3 separate regions of the Mus musculus genome follow, and regions 2 and 3 are each linked to region 1. Evidence: chromatin contacts called from public Hi-C and promoter capture Hi-C data. All regions are on one chromosome and are shown on one strand. Each heading gives the region's core, a stretch centred on a gene start, on an enhancer-like site or on the middle of the called end of the contact. The rest is flanking DNA. Distances are from core to core; before and after follow the strand shown. Region 1 holds the start of Niban1 (niban apoptosis regulator 1). Region 2 overlaps Tsen15 (tRNA splicing endonuclease subunit 15). Region 3 has its middle 19 kb from the start of Gm36297.

Region 1 (4,583 bases), core at 1,214-3,713:
CCACACCTCCTCCGACAAGGCCACACCTCTTAGTAGTGTCACTCCCTAGGCCAAGCATATACAAACCATCACAAGCCCACATAGGGATGTCCCCCCAAATGTCCGTGTACTGAAACCTTTAGCCCTCAGCCTGTAGAGCTAGAGAAGGGCGGTCGAACCTTTAGGAGTGGGGTCTGGTGAGGGGAAGTTAGGTTATTGGAAATGTGTTCTTGAAGGAGATACTAGGATTTCTTCCCAACCCCCCACCCGCCCCGCTGATTCCTAGCTGCTGTGAGGTGACCGGTAACCCTACTACATTCTCCTGTCATGATGTGTTGAGCAAAATAGGAAGCAGGGCAGGAGAGTTGTAGGTTCCAGGTTAGCCTGTGTTACATAGCAAAGCCTTGTCTCACAGAACCAAGCCGTGGGGTGGGCTGGGAAAACCCAAATAAGTAAATAAAAGCAAAAGCCAAAAGCACCTCATGATAGATCGTCAGACACAGGCTGGAAGGCAGTGTGCCCACCAGGCCCTTGTCTGAGCCTTTGAACTGTGGGCCAAAGAAACACTAATTCTTGTAAGCAGATTAGCCTCAGTAAGGAAAGTGAGGAAAGCCAGCTAACACAAGAGGAGAGTTAGGTAACCTGACCGGGTCACATGACAGCCAGTGATTTGGAGCTGAATTTGCCAGGTAATAAGTGTGTTAATTCTACTCCACACAAATCTTTCCACCCGTGACTGCACAAAAGAGAGAAGAAGGATAAATCAGACGTCACGTTTCTAAACTCAAATTTAGATTTGAACACTGAGCGGTTTAAATCATTGAGTGGCTACCCAGAAGCACTCTGTAGTCACTGAGACCCCAGCTTTTACTGAGTGCAGGCCCTTAAACTTTTTTGTTTGGTTGGTTTTTTGTTTGTTTGTTTGTATGTTTGTTGTTGTTTTGAGACTGTTTCTCTGTGTAGCCCTAGCTGTCCTGGAACCTGTTCTGTAGACCAGGCTGGCCTTGAAATCAGAGATTCGCCTGCCTCTGCCTGTCCCTCCTGAGTCCTGGGAGTAAACACTCACACCACCATGGCTGGTGTTTAGGGAGGGTTCAGGCGAAGTCTCTCGGTGTTGTTAGCTTTTCTTCTCTTTTCTTTTTTCTTTCCTTTTATTCTCCTTATTTCCTTCCTCCTTTCTTTTTCTTTTTTTCTCTCTCTCTCTTTTTGATACTGCTTTTCATGTAGCTCAAGCTGGCCTCCGACTCTCCATGTAGCCCACTCCTCCAGCGTTCGTTCGCCTCCCAGAGTGCAGGAATTGCAGATACGCACTGGCACACCTTGTTTGTGAGATGCTGAGGTGCAAACCCAGAGCTCCAGGAATGCTACTAGCAGCACTCTGTTCATGAGCCTGAAGATGTTAGCCTGTGAGAGTTGAATGAATGAGGCACCCAGAGAGGAAAACTGAGCAAGTGGTTCACCTTGGCATAGGGGAGCGAGCAGGGCAGGGGCTGGAACCTAGAGAGCAGAGACAGAAACGCTGGTAAATGAGAGGGGAAGCCCCCCACCCCTCAGGCTATAATAGACCCTTGGCTTTTCCTTTGAAGCCCGGAGCCGGGTTAGACTGTTGTGAGGCTTAATGTGAGAAACGAGGGCAGTGGAGATGGTAAGAATTCCCTGGACGTTGGACATATTTTGAAATTAGACTCGACAGGATTTTACTGATGATCTAGTGTACAGGGTGCGAGAGACTCGGTGTGTGAGCTGTGAGAAATATGTGTTAAAGTTCTGGTGAATTAACTTTAGAGGCAGCTGTGGAGAAGCCTTAAAGTCCTCTTTAGGCCTGGTTAAGTTGATAGGAATTGTAAAACTCCTGGCCACTAAGAACAGAAAGAAATCAGGATGACCCCTCTGCCCAGGGTGTTCTTGCCTGAGGCGGCCAAGCTGAAGAGATAGTGGCCTTGCATACGAGAAACCACGTGGTAAGAAGACTTGAAGGTTAAGGTGTCAGGACAGACTCCCTGGAGTCGTAGGCAGGTTCAGGGCTTACTTAGTGTGTGGAACCGGCCTTGGCTTCTCCCATTTCTCTCCCCTGCTTCCCCTTCAGTTCCCATCTCTCAAATCCAAGTGCTTGGTTACAAGAAGCTTTGACTCTCCAAGGTTCCCATACTTCCGTGCAAGGGAATTCCGGAGGTGGGGATGCGGATGGGAGTGGGGGATCTGTGGACAGGTGGCTGGAGAACAGGAAGGGGAAGGGCTCCTGACCTCCACCTGGTGGGACTGTAAATCTCCATCTGGGAGAAGTTACAGTCACATGGAAGAAGTCCGCTCTCTCCACTCCCTCCACGATGGGTCTGGGCTGTCCCCAAACTGGTGAAAAGTCAGTCTCGAGAAGGAGGAAAGTATTTTTACTATGGTTACTCCCTGGAGTTCCTAGGACAGCCCCCGGGGTTCCAGCGCAGCGAGGGCGGGAAGACAGCCCCCGGGCCAGCCCACACATCTTCCGAGGGCGCGGGCCTGGAGGAGGCGCCCGGGCCGGCGACGCCTCTCAAGGAAGTTGGCCCTTTAATTACAGAGCCAGTTCCCTGACACATCCACCTTCAGCGGCAAGCAGCAGGCGCAGTTGGTGTCAGTCCTCTGCCTCCCGTGCAGCACCGCGGCCATGGGCGGCTCAGCTTCCAGCCAGCTGGACGAGGGCAAGTGCGCCTACATCCGAGGTACGGCGGCCAGGGCGGCAGGGTGGCGCAGAGCCAGGGCTAGCCTGGTCACCTGCACGCTGATCTTCCGAGGGAGCACTGGCTAGCTGGTGCTACCGGCGGGCGTTGGGCTCCTAGACTTGCGCTCGCCTCCGGGAGCGGAGCCCCGGTGTCCTGTTTCAAGCACCCGCGACTCAGGTGGGGTAGAGAGTAGGGACGGGATGATGCAGGACACACGTGAGAGGCAGGTACTCCCAGGGTGGCTGGAGAGAACTTTGTTGGTGCCCCCTCGCACTCCACCCCTCCTGCCCCCGCCCTGTGCCCCTCCAGCCTCAGAATCTGTTCCTTCCCTGCTGGGGAGACATCTTTCTTGTTTGTACTTGGCTCTGAGTAATTTCCAAAGGTTAGAGGTTTACTGGGGTTATCCCCTCGAGTTTTGAGATTTCCTTAGTGGTAGTGGTGGGGAGTTCCTGGGCTATCAGAATTTCCCTCCGGGTCATATTGGCCTGGTTTTGTAAAGTGCAGCGCAGGCCACACCTTCTCCTGAACTTCACACCAATTGCAGGGCGATTTCATCAGAAGCAGAAAGGATGAAATCTTTACCTTTTCAGGTTGGATGGTTCCCTTCCTTCCCCTGAGAGGGAGGAAAACAAAAGGGGAAGCTCGGAGTGTTTTTGCAACAGTTGTTAAAGCTATAGATGGGGAGAAACATCTTTTTAGGAGATCTTGACCTACGGAGTGATTCAGTAAGAGAGAGACAGGCAGAAGAAACCAAAACTCGGTGGCACAGAAACTGCAGGAAATCCAGAGTTCTTATCTTTCGTTGTGTTTGGTTCTTACCCCACCCACCCTAATCTTGCCCTCAGCCACAGACATTCAGCTAGCTATGAATTTAGTGCCCCACTCCTGGCTTCCCAAGTACTTTGAAAAGTATGTATTAAAGGAGGGCTACTGATTTCTTTGAGTTAATTTTATATGCAGCCACTTTGCAGAATTTATCAGCTGTAGGAGTTCTCTGGTAGATTTTGGGGTCATTTATGTATATTATGATATCATCCAAAAATAGCGATACTTTGACTTCTTCCTTTCCGATTTGTATCCGCTTGATAATTTTTAGCTGTCTTATTGCTCTGGCTAGAACTTGCAGTACTATACTGAATAGATAGGGAGAGAGTGAGCAGCCTTTACTTTGTTATGCTTGCAAACTGGAGTCTAGCATGATTGTCCTCTTAGAGGCTCCAACCAGCAGCTGACTCATACAGATGCAGACACCCACAGCCAAACAGTGGATGGGGCTTGGGGACTCGTATAGAAGAAGAGGAGGAAGGATTGCTGCCCTGAAGGGAATAGGAACTCCACAGGAAGACCAACAGAGTCAACTAACCTGGACTCTTAGGGTTCTCAGAGACTGAACTACCAGCCAAAGAATATACACAGGCTGGACCTAGGCCTCCCTGCACATATGTAGCAGATGTGTAGTTTGGTCTCCACGTGGTTCCCAAACAACTGGAAGGGGGTTATCCCAAAAGCTGCCCATGGGATGTGTTCTTCTAGCTGGGCTGCCTTCAGTGGGAAAGGATGTGCCTGGCCTCGAAGAGACTTTATGTGCCAGGGTAGGGGTGTACCCAGGGGGCCTCCACCCACTCAGAGGAGAAGGGGAGGGGTTCGGGGGAAAGCATTGTGGGAGGGGGTGACTGGGATGGGGCCAGTGAATAGGATGTAAAGTGAATTTTTAAAAAGTATGTATTAAGCTCCAAGTTTTACTTTAACTTTTTAGAAGAAACAGTGAACTTTTTCCTGATGCCCCTTTCTGGCCCTTAAGATTATATCTAAAAGAAATACATTTATTCATTTATTAATTCTGTATTTGTTGTCAGTCATAGTGTTTCAAAACCTTTTTAAAGGGTGCCATATAAAGGCAGATTCAAG
Region 2 (4,583 bases), core at 904-3,403, 800 kb after region 1:
CCTCTTGGAGTGAACATTCATTGCCTCTTACATCCAATTGATTGAATGTTGAGAATAATCAGAAAATATGTAGACCTGCTCTCCAAAAATTTATATACAGTACTGTATTATCCAGGAGGGTTCTACAGAAATATTTGTCAGATGACACTGATCATAACTTCAAGAGTAGGACGCAGAAGCACAGAATGATTGTGAGCCACGGCCAGCAGATAAGGGGATGACCAGGTAGGATCAGTTCAATGCCTCCAGGCTCCCCTGCCCACACAGGCTCCAGTTCCAATGAGTGGAGACTTTTCTAAGCTGTTGGCTTACTCTTCAATTTTAACAGTGCCTTAAACTTGGACATGAATGTGTTCATTCTCTGAAATAAAACTGTAAGTACAGTGCCATAAATACCATTTTCAGAGTTATCTCCACATAGCTCAAGAGGATGAGAGGGCAATGTGATTGATGCTTAAGTCATCCCCTCCCTCCCTCCCTCCCTCCCTCCCTCCCTCCCTCCCTCCCTCCCTCCCTCCCTCCCTCCCTCCCTCCCTCCCTCCCTCCCTCCCTCCCTCCCTCTCTCCTGGACCATCTTTCCTCCCAAAGGTGCTTTGGCAGACACTAATATGTTCCTGTGCATCACTGAGGAGAGAAGCCACATAGTAGTCTGAAAAGTGAGGCAGGTATTGAGAGACAGGCTCATGCCCAAATGACCCACCCCATCACTTGCTACCACAGGAAGCCTTTACTTAACTACTAAGGTGCTACGTTTTCTCCAACTTCAGAGGACAGCTTAATAGTAATTATAACTAAATAGCATCATCTTTATTATGGGACTCAGGACAAGGGCTGAGAGACACAGTGAGCACAGCACAGCACACTTACCATTCAAACTGTCCACGCCACCCTCCATTGTTGGGCTCTCAGTCGGCTTCCTGCGTAGATTGTCCTCCTTTCTAGCGGGCAGTAAACTCCTTGAGACATGCATGTCCCATTTTTCTTTGTAGTTCCTCTAATGTATGTTTTTGAGGGAAAAATAAATGGCGTCCATACAATGAGTGTTTGGAAGCTCATCAGAAGCTGTTGAGCCCCGCCCCCTACCCCCAAGAAAACTGCAACCAATGCTCTATGTGCTGTGTGACAAGAATTCTTCAGTTCACATTGCCAGCATCCATCTGCAATCTGACAACTGCAATCTGAGTTTGTTGAGGGCACGGGTCACATCTCACCCAGCACTGTGTCCACACATTATCTAAGCACATGTTAAGAAGCAGTTGCTGACGACTGTAACCAACCTCTTCACCTCAAATTGACATGGTGAGGCCCCAGTGTGATTGGATTTAGAAATGAGTGGAGTTTTGGGAAGGTATCAGTGGGATATGAGGTTATGAGGGCCCCAGTAACCAGGCTGTGCCATTGTAAGAAGAAGGAGAAATTCCAGGGCATTTTGTCTCTGTAGAAAGCAAGGGAAGGCCATGAGAGACAGAGCTGGAAGAAAAAGAGCCTTGAGCCAAGTCAGCTGATCAGAAGTCTTGATCAGAAACCTCTAGATCCTACAACTATGAGAAAATAAACTTCTACTTCTAAGCTACCTGACCTACAGTAGTGTAGTGATTAAGACATGAATATCTGGTACATTAATAAATGGACAAATTTTAACAAAATCTTGTCTCTACTCAGTAGCCCTAAAACAAATGTCAGTCTTTAGATATTGATTTTATTGAGGGAAAGTTTCTCGGAGTCATCAAACAATACAGCTGGACATTATAATAACCCCACTGACAGATGACCTTCCCACCTTTGGCCATTTGTGAGCACACAGAGTTGTTATTCAAAGGCCATTAAGCAGGTCACACTGCAGAAGAGGCCAGTGGTGAGAAACAGCAGTTACTGGCCAGAAAGAAGATGAAGCGAATGATTAGCGGCCCAGAGGACAGCGCATTATTCTGTAAGGGATTAAGGTAAACATATAGCTGCCAGATAACCCTCTCCTGACAGGAGCTCTGTATGCCTTGGCAAGAAGCACCGCACAGCAGTAGGAAAGTGGCTTCCTGCTGGGATAGCAATGGAAAAAGTGACCTCACAGAGGAATTCAGCACAGAAATGCTCTCTGAACAAGAGATGAGACCTCGAGTAAAGCTTTAAGTTGTTTGGTTCTAGGCTTATAAAACTGTAAAGATGGTCCAGTCAACGAATACAGATTACATGAGAACGCTGTTACACGCTTGCTCCTCTGCTGGAATCTTTGAATTCACAAGTGTCTCTGCGCCCATGTTCTCTACAGCAGTCCTAAGGTGTGGAGAGAGTCTTCTAAAGCCATCCAGGCAGGAGAACAAAAGAAATCAGTCAGGAGCTATTGGACCTGGGTGACTTCACGCTGCCCTGAGCCTTCCCAGCAGAGGGCACAACAACCAGGAACTCGGGGGAGAGCAGGCAGAGAGAAATCCCACAGTCTTTTCCTCTCCTTCCAACTGGAAAGAAGGAAGCAAGCTTAAATGGAATACAGCAGCGATTCACGTTGAGCTTAGGCACTGTGTGCTAGTTAACTAATCCTGAATCTCACTGAATAAATCAGGCTTTTGCAAGCAAAAATGAAATGCATATGGATTGAGGGGGGAAAAAAGTCTCTCCTATTCACCCCTTCCCCCAACAGGCTTTTGCTTTTAAATATAGATTTACATTTTAAGCAAAGCCTGACTCAACTCCCATATTTAATGCCGGTAGTGTGTAATTTTAAAGGTCTGTCAGAAAGAGGGGGTGTGGGCACCCTTATTTGTACTTTTATTTATACCACTTCCCACAGATTGAAACAATTCGAGAACTCTTCTCAAGAAAAACCACAAGCTAATTGGAGCCTGCAGTCTGGAGATGCGCTTAGTCTACAGCACCCTCTGCTGTCCATGTGGACTCCAGGCAAAAAGCAAGGCACTGTCCTAAGACCCAAGTCTACATACAGCATGCTTTGGTGTGTTTTTAAAAGAACATGGTTTCCCGTTCTGTTCTTCAGGACTCTTGCTATCTAATGGAAAGGTCTTAGGTAAACTCAGTTACAAAGTTAAACAGGCCACTTCACCGAGTTGTTTCACTGAGATGAGATGCTTCCCTTTCCTCCCTTCAGACTGTCGGGGCATTGCTCACATTAGCAGGCATCTAGCTGGCTCTGGCAGAACAGCTTTAAGCCACAGAGCATTCTGAAATCAACAATCCAAACTGCACAATGAAACTGAGTGCCGGCCTTAGACCTAAAAGGCCATTTTGGTCTTGTTACCTAGCTCTGACTCAGTGATCTCACCTTTTTATGTTGTTTTGTTTTGGTTTTGGTTTTGGTTTTTCAAGACAGGGTTTCTCTGTGTAGCCCTGACTGTCCTGGAACTCACTCTGTAGACCAGGCTGGCCTCGAACTCAGAAATCCACCTGCTTTCTTTCTGCCTTCCGAGTGCTGGGATTAAAGGCGTGCGCCACCACACCCGGCTGTTTCTGACCTTTTTAAGCTACACGTTTCTGTATGAAATGTAGATTGCTTTCTCCAGCACCAAAACGAAAGAATTCCTTACATGCAGTCCAATACGACCCAGTAGGAATTAAGGTTAGAAGTTATACCTTATGACTCTTGGATCTGGAACTGCCACACTGGAGTGGCAGAAACACGTTCTTCAAGCCTTCTGGGGCAGCAAAGGGAATCTGAAGTTGTGAAAGTCTTTCATCAAGAAAAAGTGGGTCTCGGGCATGGTCAAGAAAGCGCAGGTCAAGTACAGACCAAGAAAAGCCTGTTACACTCCGCATACTACTTCCAGCTTTTGTCTGGTTAGGTTTTTTTTGTTGTTGTTTTGTTTTGTTTTTTTGTTTTTTCCCATTCCTTTCACTACTACTTCCTAATGAGCCATGAGATCTGGTGTAGGTGGAAACTGTGACTTACTTCTAATTGAGGAACAAGGCAAAAGAGACGGGAGACCTGTGACATGAGACAGTAGGTCCAACCTGCTGACTCTCTTGGCTTTGAGAAAGCAACCAGTTGTGCTGGGATAGCCCATTTGACAAGGCACAGAATGCGGCCTCTACCAAACCCTGAGAGGCGGAGTGCATCACAGACACAGGAAGCTGCCACAGGCAACAACAGGCTGAGAGAGGAAGCGCATCTCAGTGGCACCTCAGTGAGACAGCAGCCCAGATCATAAAAGTGCTGTTATAAGGCTGGCTACACTGCTACCTTTAGCATGCAATGATGGATGATTACGACAGATTTCAAGATATTTTTTATTTTAAACCGTTTTATTATAAAAGTAATACAAATGACAAATGAAATGTGGAGAAGGACAAAGGCATCCACTTGCTGCCTGCCATCCTACTGAGACCACTATCAGTAATCTGATTGTCACTTTCATAGCCTGGCGTGTCATTCACACCCATGACCACGTTAATGCTCTTGTGTCCGTTTTCTTGCTGTAGCGTTTTCTCCGTACCACTCACTGATACCTGTCTATCGACTACGTGGGATGGCAGAGGCACTGCCAGGCTCCACAACTCTGCACGTATCCTTGGTGTAAACCCGCATGCAACTGTACTGTCTCTGATAAGAAAGTTCTAGGCTAACTATATTTGCA
Region 3 (4,583 bases), core at 1,336-3,835, 530 kb before region 1:
TGGCGATGGATAGGAACTGGCTAAATAATTTTTCTACCTTTGTATATGCTTGAAAGGCAAATAACACCAAGCTTTAAATAATAAATGTTTACACTGTAGAAGAACATATTTATAATTTTACTATCTGAAACTAAGAATATACCATATATATATATATATATATGAAGTTTAATCCTAAAGATGGATACCTTCATTTTATATATATATCTTGATTAAAGACTTTACAAAAACTAACCTCATGAAACTGAAAAGCTTCTGTAAGGCAAAGGACACCATCAATAGGACAAAACAGCAGCCTACAGAATGAAAAAGACCTTCACCAACTCTACATCTGACAGAGGACTAATATCCAAAATATATAAAGAATTCAAGAAATTAAACATCAACAAACCAAATAACCCAACTTTAAAGGTAGAGTCTAAAGTTAGAGAATTCTCAACAGAGGAATCTCTAATGGCCAAGAAACACTTAAAGAATAGTTCAATGTCCTTAGTTATCAGGGAAATGCAAATGAAATGACTATAAGATCCTATCTTATACCATCAGAACACCTAGGATCAAAAACTCAAGCGACAGCACATGCTGGCGAGAATGTGGGGCAAAGGGAACACTTCTCCATTGCCGATGGGAGTGCAAACTGGCACAACCACTTTGGAAATCAATTTGGCAGTTTCTTGGAAAATTTGGAAAAGTTCTACCCCCAAGACCTAGCTATACCTCTCCTGGGCATATACCCAAAAGATGCCACCCTACACCACAGGGACACTTGCTCAACTATGTTCATAGCGGCTTTATTTGTAATACTCAGAAACTTCTCTGAGGAGGAGGGGAGGGGATAGTGGGGGAGGAACTTATAAGAATAGGGGTGCAATCGAGATGTAAAGTGAATAAATAAATTAATTAATGAAAAAAGAAAAATGAGGTGGGACAGCACTGACTTGGGCAGGATTCATAGAAAGGGAAAACTCCCGCCAACATCCACAAGAGGGCGCCAAAAATCAGCAATCAGAGACCAGAAATAAGCCAGGTTCGAGGGATTAGATTAGAATGGTACCTGGAAAAGTCAAACTGAAAATAAGAAATGGGGAGTGGGGGTGGGGTGAGTGTGGACACGTTAGCTAAAGGGAGACAGTCCAGAATAAATGTCAAAAGCACTGCTGTGGCAGAGCCAACTTTCCTAAGGAAGATCTGGTACAAGGGAATATCAGCCTGTTTAAAAGAATCCAGGGTAATGGGATGTGGGGTTCACTGTCCAGTCATGGCCATCTAGTTGGCAGGTAGAGGTGTGGACTCCTCTGTTGGATGAAGTGAATAAGGGCTTGGGTATGGCTAGAATTCCAGGACCAAGAACACTTAGGAAGGAAATCTGTGGAGCAAGCTGGATACCCAGGGTCAGAGCAGAGAGCAAGTGAAACCCGTGGCTCAGACGGAGTGCGAAGAGCCGAGGTAGCGCAGTGAACCAGTCGTTAGACTGTTCTGTGTGACAAGCCCTGTGCCAAGAGCTCACTGTGAAGAGCGGCCTCTCTAATTCCATGTGGGAGAGTATTAAGGCAAGACTGAGTAGCTTTGAAGTGAATATGTGGCAGAGGGTTCCGACTCAGCCACCAAGCTTAGGAAATAGGAAATAAAGAAGATAAAGTTGGCATGTAAGCTACAGTCAGGAGCAAAGAGCCAGTGAACTGAAACGAGTTAGTTGGAATTCAGGATGGCAGCCTAGGAGGGACGGCAGAGAGCAGTGTATACAGGGAAGGGTTTCCATTTGATAGCTAAGCCCAGGGGTGGGACAGGAGACCAATTTGAACCCAATCAGCAAGGAAGATGGAGTCTGGGACATCTATGCAGCACTCAGTGTGTCAGTGTAGCCTTAGGTGAGAAACTGAATTTGACAGCTTGGCTTGTAACATTGATTTCACTATTCTGATCCATAAGGAATATTTTTTTTTTAAGTAACAAGTCCTATAGACTCCTGTCTTGCTTGCAGTTATGTCTCATCTAGCACTTTTTCTTTTTTCTTTTTTTCCAGTACCCTAGCCCCTACCCCGGTCCTTGGCCAGTGTGAACCAGATAAGGGGAAAGGCAAGAAGCGGGACAGTTAAGCTGAGTGAAGACTTTCGAGCAAGTCACAGCAAAGGACTTGACTTGGGAATGGTTGAGGGTCTTAGGCTTTCGGTGGGCTGCCTCAACCGGCTGGTGGAAACTGCTAACTAACTGTCATTTACTCTGCTGGAAGCAATGGGATGGACGGTATCCTAGCGATGGATCCTTGGCAGGCAAATGAAATGCTATTTGGGTCCTCACTGAGGCCTTGTTAAAATGTTATGTAATAGAGGAAGACTCTTTGGGGATGGCAAGGCCACTGGATGCCTCTCAGCACGTATGACCTTCCCACAGCGTGGGTGTGCACACCTGCTCTTTCCACCAAATGCTAGGAGCCTCGTGCTCACGGCCTTCCACTATTACAGAGAAGTTGCCAGTTGACTCTCCTCCCCATGGGGAGAATTGCACGAGGAAGTTCAGTTGGGGTCAAAGAGGCTTGTTTTCCTCTTCCAGGGCTTTATTCTACAAACTGAGTTGTTCTGCCAAAAGGCAGGAAATGCTAATTGTCTTTCCGCACTTCTGTTTCCCTAACGCAAGCCCTATCTTAGGGCCTGTGCTGAAAAAGCCGCACTTAAGCTTCACGTAGGTTATTTGTTTTTTCCTGGAACGGTGGCTGGATCAAGGCCTGAATCTACGAAACCATTTGTGAGAATTTCTAGAAGCCGAAAGTGGTTGTCAAGCGGATGGTGCTGAGTTAAGTTGAGGCCACCCGGTCCCTTTCAGGCCTTCTGTTCTCTACGTACAGTAACTGAAATTGTATTGCAAACAAACAAACAAAAAAGTTCAAGATTGAAACTCTCCGATGAAAAACTGAAGAGCACGCATTCTGTTAGTGAGCCTGGATCACGGTCTGGCCTGGATCTAGTAATAATAGCATCTCAGACGGGAAGGTATATTACAAATAGGGCTTCAGAGGTTGGAGAGTTGGCTCGTCGTTTGAGAGCATTTGCTTCTCTTTCAGAGGACCCCAGTTCCGTTGCCGGCATCCTAGTTGGGTGGTGTACAATCATCCATGACTCCAGATCCAGGGCATCCAACTTCCTCTGGTCACTTGATCCTTCCCAAGGGAGCTAAAACCATCCAGTGGAAGAAAGACAACATTTTCAACAAATGGTGCTGGCACAACTGGTGGTTATCATGTAGAAGAATGCGAATCGATCCATACTTATCTCCTTGTACTAAGGTCAAATCTAAGTGGATCAAGGAACTCCACATAAAAGCAGAGACACTGAAACTTACAGAGGAGAAAGTGGGGGAAAGCCTCAAAGATATGGGCACAGGGGAAAAATTCCTGAACAGAACACCAATGGCTTGAGCTGTAAGATGGAGAATCGACAAATGGGACCTCATAAAATTGCAAAGTTTCTGAAAGGCAAAAGACAGCGTCAATAAGACAAAAAGGCCACCAACAGAATGGGAAAGGATCTTTACCAATCCTAAATCAGATAGGGGGCTAATATCCAGTATATATAAAGAACTCAAGAAGATGGACTCCAGAAAATCAAATAACCCCACAAAAAAATGGGGTACAGAGCTAAACCAAGAATTCTCAACTGAGGAATACCGAGAAGCACCTGAAAAAATGTTCTCTCCTCTTTCCCTTCACACATCTCAACGATTCCCCCCTTTTGCTTTCATTTTTTATTCTTACCTGATATTTCACACAGAAGATAAAGCACACGATATTTATTCTTATAGGAATGGCTTACTTCACTTATCGTGATGTTCCTCAGTTCCACCGATTATTCTGCAAACAGCGTCAACCTTCCTTATGTCTGAGTGAGTCTGTATATATAACACTGTTATATGCCGACTCTGGGGCACATATACAGAACTGGTGAATCCAAGTCTAGATGAAGGCTGTGAACACTGAAGGAAGTCAGAAGGCTTTGGCGACTGCAGCGTCAAAGAATGAACGCTAAATGAGAATTGCTACAGAATTCTGAATTCAAATATATTCTGCACTCTTAAGGATCGTTAAAAGTAAAGGCTGATATGTTATCCTCCAACTCCTTCAAAGCTCTTATTGCTCTGGAAACTAGACCTCACATTTTGTATAGCCAAGTTGTTTTCAGGGGGGACAGAATTTTGCTTTGCAGGAAGTACTCTTTATTACTCCCAGAAATTACAGGGAAGGGGCAAAAGCAAGTTATCAGGTAGAAAAATACTTATTTGTAGTATCAGCATAACATTTGACTACAAACAGCGCCGGCATTGTGAGGCAGTATCTTTACAATGATGAGCGAGTATCTTCCAGAATAATTATGGCTTTTACCAAAGCACTTCTCTTCTGTGTAACAAATGCAAGTGAGTTTATAAACAATGACTCATGATCACTTACTACCAAAACAATCCAGTAATGTGCATACTTTTTATTCAGGGCCGCTAATGCCTTCCAGAAATCTCTTTTGTTCTCTGCCTCTGTCAACCAATCCGCGTCATGGCCATTAAGTCCATCAAGCTCAGGAAAGCAATGCAGCACAGTT

The links. Promoter capture Hi-C pulls out the DNA fragments that hold promoters and counts their contacts. Hi-C and Micro-C count contacts between places; a contact is called where the count stands out from the background.
Region 2: a contact with region 1 is called in a promoter capture Hi-C map of the HPC-7 cell line, with 4 times the contacts expected there. The contact joins the enhancer-like site here to the promoter of Niban1 in region 1. A contact is called at or near these places in 4 of 39 promoter capture datasets (the C10 cell line, the HPC-7 cell line, cranial neural crest and 1 more) and 1 of 484 Hi-C or Micro-C datasets (palatal mesenchyme).
Region 3: a Hi-C map of liver shows a contact between it and region 1, with 2.1 times the contacts expected there. The contact joins the enhancer-like site here to the promoter of Niban1 in region 1. A contact is called at or near these places in 2 of 39 promoter capture datasets (the C10 cell line and pre-B cells) and 4 of 484 Hi-C or Micro-C datasets (the Ba/F3 cell line, the G1E-ER4 cell line and liver).

Annotation. Positions count from the first base shown.
Region 1 is chr1:151,568,910-151,573,492 of GRCm38.p6, forward strand. It overlaps Niban1 (niban apoptosis regulator 1), which reads left to right and starts at 2,464. Exons shown (of 14, transcript NM_022018.3): 1 at 2,464-2,675. The coding sequence starts at 2,621.
Region 2 is chr1:152,366,513-152,371,095 of GRCm38.p6, forward strand. It overlaps Tsen15 (tRNA splicing endonuclease subunit 15), which reads right to left. Exons shown (of 5, transcript NM_025677.3): 5 at 4,223-4,583. Among named protein-coding and RNA genes, the nearest start is that of Tsen15, 18 kb to the right of the region's middle. Within about 2 kb of position 2,154, at least 37 of the 459 cell types and tissues checked have an H3K27ac peak or open chromatin away from gene starts, as enhancers often do. A contact at or near this core is called in palatal mesenchyme, where this site is marked.
Region 3 is chr1:151,034,181-151,038,763 of GRCm38.p6, forward strand. No RefSeq gene overlaps it. Among named protein-coding and RNA genes, the nearest start is that of Gm36297, 19 kb to the right of the region's middle. Within about 2 kb of position 2,586, at least 11 of the 459 cell types and tissues checked have an H3K27ac peak or open chromatin away from gene starts, as enhancers often do. A contact at or near this core is called in the Ba/F3 cell line, the G1E-ER4 cell line and liver, where this site is marked.